Linked DNA regions of Danio rerio: region 2 is linked to region 1. A link is a contact called in public Micro-C data. All regions are on one chromosome and are shown on one strand. Each heading gives the region's core, a stretch centred on a gene start, on an enhancer-like site or on the middle of the called end of the contact. The rest is flanking DNA. Distances are from core to core; before and after follow the strand shown.

Evidence for each region. A called contact is a pair of places that touch in the nucleus more often than the background predicts.
Region 2: a Micro-C map of caudal fin shows a contact between it and region 1, with 2.0 times the contacts expected there. The contact joins the promoter of zdhhc5b here to the promoter of si:dkeyp-121d2.7 in region 1. A contact is called at or near these places in 1 of 18 Hi-C or Micro-C datasets (caudal fin) and 2 of 4 datasets of contacts at active chromatin or transcription factors (embryo and gastrula embryo).

What each region holds. Positions count from the first base shown.
Region 1 is chr14:53,745,693-53,749,417 of GRCz12tu, reverse strand. It overlaps si:dkeyp-121d2.7, which reads left to right and starts at 2,273. Exons shown (of 5, transcript XM_003199971.7): 1 at 2,273-2,937; 2 at 3,098-3,219. The coding sequence starts at 2,640.
Region 2 is chr14:53,782,800-53,786,846 of GRCz12tu, reverse strand. zdhhc5b (zDHHC palmitoyltransferase 5b) reads right to left here and starts at 2,056. Exons shown (of 11, transcript XM_073922301.1): 1 at 1,713-2,056.

The sequences.
Region 1 (3,725 bases), core at 1,024-3,523:
ATAGTAGAGAAACACAAATACTATGAAACTCAATGGTTACAGGATTTGAGAATTTTTAAAATATCTTATTTTGTGTTTAACAGAAGAAAGAAACTGGTTTGTAAATGATGACAGGGTTTTTAATTTTATGGTGAACTATCCCTTTCACTGACAAAACTTCTATTTGATTAATAATACTAATAATATATTAATTAATTAATTTTCCTTCAGCTTAGTCTCTTTATTCATCAGGGGTGGCCACAGAGGAATGAACCACCAACTTATCCAGCATATGTTTTAGGCAGCGGATGCCCTTCCAGCTGCAACCCAGTACTGGGAAACATCCATACACACTCAATCACACACACACACACACACACACACTCATACACTACGGCCAATTTAGTTTAATCAATTCCCCTGTAGCGCATGTGTTTGGACTGTGGGAGAAACTGGAGCACCCGGAAGAAACCCACACCAACACGGGGAGAACATGCAACAGTGCTAACCACTGAGCCACTGTGCCGCCCCATTAAAAATAAATAATAATTAACAAGCAAAACAAGCAAAGCAGCATCATAAAATGTAAAAAGATTACAAATGAATTCCACTTGTAATATGATGCATGGTAAAGTTGTATACAGCAAGTGCAGACAAATAGACTGCAGAAACTAAACAATAATAAAGGAGAACATAATAGTAATAGCATTTTAGTTTAATGCTAAAAATATATAAATTATAAATGATTAAGTGTTTAATGAAGACAGAAACTGAAACTAAATATTAATGAAAGATCATTTGCAAATCAACTGCAAAAATAATAAATAAATAAATAAATTATATATATATATATATATATATATATATATATATATATATATATATATATATATATATATATATATATATATACTGTATATATATAAATTTTTGTCAAAAATTGAGTTATTGACATGCTTATTAAATGACAACTTATTTACATTATGGGATGTTTGGGATGTAAAAGTTTTTATTTAAAAAGCAAATGTTACACACATACTGTTTGCTATAGATTGCAAAAACTGTTAAGCTCAATATCTCAAAATCATTCAGAACGCAGAGAGAACCTTATAATTCCAAGCTGACGATATATATATATATATGTATAGATAGATTTTATATATATATATATATATATATATATATATATATATATATATATATATATATATATATATATATATATATATATGTATATATATATATCACAGCAAGAAGGTTGCTGGTTCAAGCCCCAGCTGAGTTGGCATTTTTGTGTGGAGTTTGCATGTTCTAGCTAGTGTATGTGTGTGAAAGAGAGTGCGTGGGTGTTTCCCAGTAAAGGCTTGCAGCTGGAAGGGCATCCGCTGCGTAAAACGTATGCTGGATTAGTTGGCAGTTTATTCCGCTGTGGCGACCACTGATTAATAAAGGGACTAAGCTGAAAAGAAAATGAACGAATATATATATACATATGTTATACGTTACGATTAAATTAACAAGATGGCTAACACATACATACATATGCTACGTATATAGTGTTACGCTTATTAATTAATTACATTTATTTTCATCAGCTCCTGAAACTACGTTATTATAATAAATATATTTTTAGTGGGTGGCATGGTGGCTCAGTGGTTAGCACTGCATGTCGCCTCACAGCAAGAAGGTCGCTGGTTCGAGTCCTAGCTGGGTCGGTTAGCATTTCTGTATGGAGTTTGCATGTTCTCCCCGTATTGGTGTGGGTTTCCTCCGGGTGCTCCGGTTTCCCCCACAGTCCAAACACATGCGCTATAGGGGAATTGCACTATAGGGGAATTGCATAAACTAAATTGGCCGTAGTGTATGGGTGTGAATGAGTGTGTATGGGTGTTTCCCAGTGATGGGTTGGGGCTGCAGGGGTATCTACTATGTAAAATATATGCTGGATACGTTGGCGGTTCATTCCGCTGTGGTGATCCCTCATAAATAAAGGGACTAAGTTTAAGGAAAATTTATATTTGTAGTGTAGCACATTTCTAACAAGTTATGCAGCTCAAATTGTGTTACAATAAGCATCACAACAGCAGACTTCACATGAAAACAGCAAACACATATTATTGATATGACATTATAGTACTTTTTTTTGTTTTGTATTCAGTATTTGCATTTAAACCAAACCCCATGCTAACCAGTTAACACCTTGACAGTTATGTTCGAGTAATTACGGTAGCTCCTGCGCATGCGCAGAACGCGACATCCGGAAATAATATTGTAGGCGAGAATTAAAACCTCTAGAGTTGAGAGGGGTGGTCGAGACTCGGTGGAATTGTGATAACGCACCTGTAAAACATCAGCGAGAATCTTTTCTAAACTACGACCACATTTACGAGACCACCTGAGGTGGAATATCATCCTCTAAAGGCTCTCTTTCTGCGATCTTAAAGACAGCGGACAGAAGAACGGGCTTCACTCCACTGGCTGAGCGCTACAAAGTTGGGTGACAGTCGGTGATGTCAGATTATTTGTGTATATTTTACTCGGTGTAATAGCGAAGCGTGCATATTAAATATGAAGTCTGACCATTGCTGACATATATGGCGTAAAAACGGGGATTTTGTTAGTCATAACTTTATTTATTATACGTGAATAGTTGTGAAACCATGGCGGAGTCGGTTAAAACCTTCCAAGCGCACCTGACCGCGGTTATGGACAGTCTGGTCCGCGCGTCAGTGTGCGAGATCACCAAACTCTTCCAGGACACAGTCAACGACTACCTGGTGGAAATCTCCCTGAACAGAAAAGAGAACGAAGCTCTTAAATTGAGACTGAGGTTGACTGAGAATAAACTGAGGAATGAGCGCAAATACGGCATGGGCTGGGCGGCCGGTCGGCGCGCGGCGGGGCTGCTCGGCGCGGAGGACACCGCCGTGCGTAAAGCGCGCAAAGCGGATCTCCAAAGTAAGATCCAGCGGGTGATGCTGCTGTTTTATCGAGAACCATCATGGCGACCTGCTCCTCAGTTCTCATGTTTCTTTCTCCTTCCTCTCCTCCTCCTTTTGCATTCCTCCCTCCCCCTCCTGTTCTCCTCTCCTCCTTCCCCCTCCCGTCTGTTTCTCAGGAGGCAAGCCGGGGGGAGCGTGGGAGGAGCGGGCTGGAGGAGGGTTTCGTGCCCGTCTCAACACTGGAGGAGGAGAGGATGTGGAGGAGGAGATGAAGGAGGTGGCCAGCATTAAAGAGGAGGTGAGTAGCCAATCATATGCGAGGAAACATCTGCAGGGAGTGGAGGAGACAGAGAGAGGGTGAAGAAACATCGACTAAACAGTGCTTCAAAGTAGATTTTGATGGATGGAAATCTACACAGAAGGTCATCACTGAAAAAAATCATTGGATTTACTAAGTGGTATTTAAGGTAAGTGGTTGCAAACTATTTATATCAGCTGGATTTAAACAAAATAAATGTCTTCAACTTAATTTGTTTGTTAAAATTCAGCCCATATAAATTGTTAGCAACCACCTACCATAATAATGTAGTAAATCCAATGAACATTTTTTTTCAGTGTCAGCAGTCACACCTCCGTTATCCTCATCTACACTGACAACAGTACCAGCATTTTAAACAACTTCTTCAGTGTTTTTAAAACTCTTTGTTTTCAACGGCACGAAAACTCCAGGGTATTCAATTCAATTCATCTTTATTTCTATAGCGCTTTTACAATGTAGATGGTGTCAGAGCAGCTTCACATAGA
Region 2 (4,047 bases), core at 807-3,306, 38 kb before region 1:
AACTAAAACATTATACTAAACAGAGTGAAAAATAACTTTTTTAAATATAAAAATTATACGTTTTATTAAGGTGGAACGTTAGTGACGGCCAGATTGAGTAGCTATATATGAACAAAGGAAAATTAAGACCTGTTTAAAAAAAGATGCAAGACCCACAACACAATATTTCTGCAAATTTACGACTTTTTAGGACCTAAAAGTTTGAGATTTAAAGACATTAAGTCTTTAAGAGCCCGCAGACACCCTGAAACAGCCTCATGAATGTAAAACTGTATTAGACATGTGCTACTGTTAGAAATCATTGCACATATTAATCGTAGACTTTATCATTAATATTATCATGTCTAACTTTTATCTTGGGCAGAATTTTTACCTATATATTGCAAATGATAAGATATCCTCCATCCCTATCAACTGGTTCCTTTATATTTTCTAGCAACTCATATCGAATGTTGACATAAATGAGGTGAAGCATAAAGAAATGAGTTGGGAAACCTGCATTTGTGTACACACTCATCGTGTTGAAACCTGATCATGCTTCTGCTGCCCTGTGTCACAACTTCTGACTCATCAGGAATGGGTGCGTCTCTATTTTTTTCTTTCCTGTATTCTCCACCAGGTTTTTTTTTTTGTCACATAATTCAACCCTATTTATCTCTTACAAGTCCCCTTTACCACAGGTCTGCTGTCACACTGACCACACAGTGACCTTGAGAGCCTTGCATTCACAAGCCTCATTACACTCATAATCTTCTTTCCTTGCAGCTACTCCTGCTGTCTTCATTCACAGCGCAACCTGATTCACTTCATAAGGGCTTTATATGTCAATATGAGTAATGTATAACATATTGGAGCATTCCCGTTCAATCAATAACCTGGCAATGAGGATGTCAGGTAAAATCTGACAAGACAGAGAACAACACAAGCAAGAACATAGTGAATAATGATGTTAGGATGTCACTGACCTACAATGGTCGTCTCAACTATTACAAAAGTGACTTGGTGAATGGGTTATTAATGAAAAATGTTGGCTCTGTTATTTATAAGCCAGGTGTAGTTTACTATATATAAATGACTGCAGTGCGTGTGGATTATGAATGAACCTACAGTACATTTAAAAACATTTTAAGCCACCTAGACAACATTTAGACCTCATATATGTGCACTGCACTTATTTGAATACATATTTGGTTGCAACCATAACACACACAAATGAAAACTCATTAGGTGACACTCATTAACTAACAGCCAAAACACACATTAAAATTAGGTAAATTAACTATCGACACGAATTAAACAAAAACTTGCCTTATTTTAAATGTGAAACCAAGATATGAGTAACTAACGTTACAGTTTTGCCCAGTTTCGTTAGCTTACCAGCCAAGCTAATATATCGTCCTTCAAAATACCACCTTAATTAAGTAAAAAAAGACTTTAATACAGATAATATCGCATGTAGTTTACACAATACTAACAAGTCACCCTATGAAATACAAGCGTTAACTTTTCGTTTCGTGTTTTTGGGTTCTGTTTAACAAGGCCGCAGAATGAAGCCTCGGACTCGCGTTTTTACACCATCGACTGAGGGACGCTTTCACGCGGCGGAGCTGACTCGCTATCTAAACAGAGCAAAAGCGAACTGCAACCTTACCTAAACGCGTTTAAATAACCAACACGTGTATAATGAATGTCATTCGGTCGTATATACTCACTCTTTGCCGTAATCCTCCAGTGTTTACGTACTTTAAATGGCTGGCGTTTATTCACACATCCTGTGATTTGTAGCCTCGGTTTCTCTTCTGCATCCCGACCCGGGGCAGCAGTATTATCAGATGGGAGATGAGCTTCAGCTCTCTCGATCCTCTCTCTCCCTTAATCTCAGTGCGTTTCTACGGCTTGGGAAACGGCTTTTGATCTGTGTGTGCCTGGGGCTGAAAACTCCCAAAGTCGTTTATCCGATGCACAGCCTGATAAGCCCAAAATAAAACCCTTAACAAGGCATCATCATCATCTTCTTCTTCAGCCCCAGCATCAATTAAGGACACCGGTATAGGACATCCGGAGATTGGTGTCTACATAATATATAATGTGAAAGTAATAATTGCACAATTAGATTAGGAAGCAATTTTACTGAAGAAAAAAAAAGTCATGCAGATAACATGTTGTCAAACTGGTTTTGGTTAGTTTTTATTGTTTCCTCAGAAGCTCGGGTGAAATTTCAACTGGGCTTATTAAAAATGAAACATATTATCTTTTAGAAATGTACAAAATTAAAATTTGCAATCCAAACACAGCAACAAAACTGCTTATCTCCTTACAACTGTAGATTAACAATCTAATACCTCAATTTAAAAGTACTTTAATATGAACTAATGATGTTTTAATGAAGAGCTAACTTTAACAGGAGAACTTTGAATTCATGTGTAAATACGGACCTCAGACTGCATGTTACTGCTTGTTTGTCAGTAAATGTAATGTATTAAGTTGGGGTAATTTATCACACTTGAATTCATAATACTCATGTCACAGTTAAAATAAGGGGTCAAACATTTCAATTTACTCACTACTTAATCAAATGGTTCCAAACATTTGAGTTTCTTTTTTGCTGTTGAACACAAAAGGAGATATTTTGAAGAATGTTCGCAACCGGTGAAAAGAAATACAATAGAAGTCAATGGTTACCGGCTTCAAAAGAAATAAATTAAACAGGTTTAAAACAAGTGAAAGGAGAATAAAAAATGCATTTGTTTTGGGGTGAACTATCCCTTTAAGGTCAGTTCTTGATTAGTGAGCCTCAACTTATCATTAGTTCATACTGATGTAATATTCAAGTTTACATATTAAAAAGACGGTTAACCCAAAAATTTAAACTTGTGTCATTATTTACTCACCCTTCACTTGTTCTAAACATCTTTGAGTTTGTTTATTCTGTTAAACACAAAGGAAGATATTTTAAAAAATGTTCGCAACCGGTCACCATTGACATCCATTATAGGAAAACAAATACAATAGAAGTCAGCGTTTACCGGTTTCGAACATTCTTCAAAAAATCTTTTTTAGTGTCCAACAGAAGAAATAAATTGAACCGATTTAGAATTATGAAAGGAGAGTTTAAATGTGTTTGTTTTGGGGTGAACTATCCCCTTAGGTTCAGTTCTTAATTAGTCAGTCATCATTACTTAACTCATCATTAGTTCATACTGATGTAATATTTAAGCTTGTATATTTTTGGGTAAACAGTCTCTTTAACATGTAAAAATTAGATATTACTCAGCAATGTTGTTTTGAACAATGATGCCATAAAAGGGCAACCGGGTGAGACACAGAGCAACTAATTAGGGCTACATTAGATACAATACTGTTGCCCAATCTTAATAGAAAAATAACCAAGCAACATTGCCCAGCAACATTGAACCTGTGTATCAAGATTACAATGCAGAAAATGCCTTTAATATTTAGAGCTTTAGTCTTGCTGAGTATTTAAACCTGTCATTTTATATGACAAATAAAACATTTTAATCTTGTTTTTAGTGCAAATTTCCCAAAATACTTAAATCAAGAAGCATTTTTAGATGAGTAAAGAAATATTGTTTTGTTTTCAGGAATAATGGGTGGAATTTAAGTGAGTTTTATCTTAAAACAAGCTAAATAATCTGGTAATGGGGTAAGCTAAATAATCAAAGTTTTGCTTTGAATAACATTTTTTTATCTTACCCTGTAGGCAGATTATTTAGCATGCTTAAAGATAAAACTCACTTATTTTTATCCATCATTTTGGAAAACAAAACAATAACTTTGTCAAGAAAATGCTTCTTGATTCAAGAATTATTGGATATTTGGACTAAAAAAAACAAGACGAAAATGATCTAAAGAAGCTTTATTTTGCAGTGTTTGGGAACACTTTATAATAAATGCAGATAAATAATAGTGTATTAAAGGGATAGTTCACCCCAAAACAAACATTTACTCACCCTCAAGATGTTAGAAACCTTTTTGAATTTCTTTTTTTAGAAACGAGACAAAAGTATGGAGCCATATCAGTCTCAA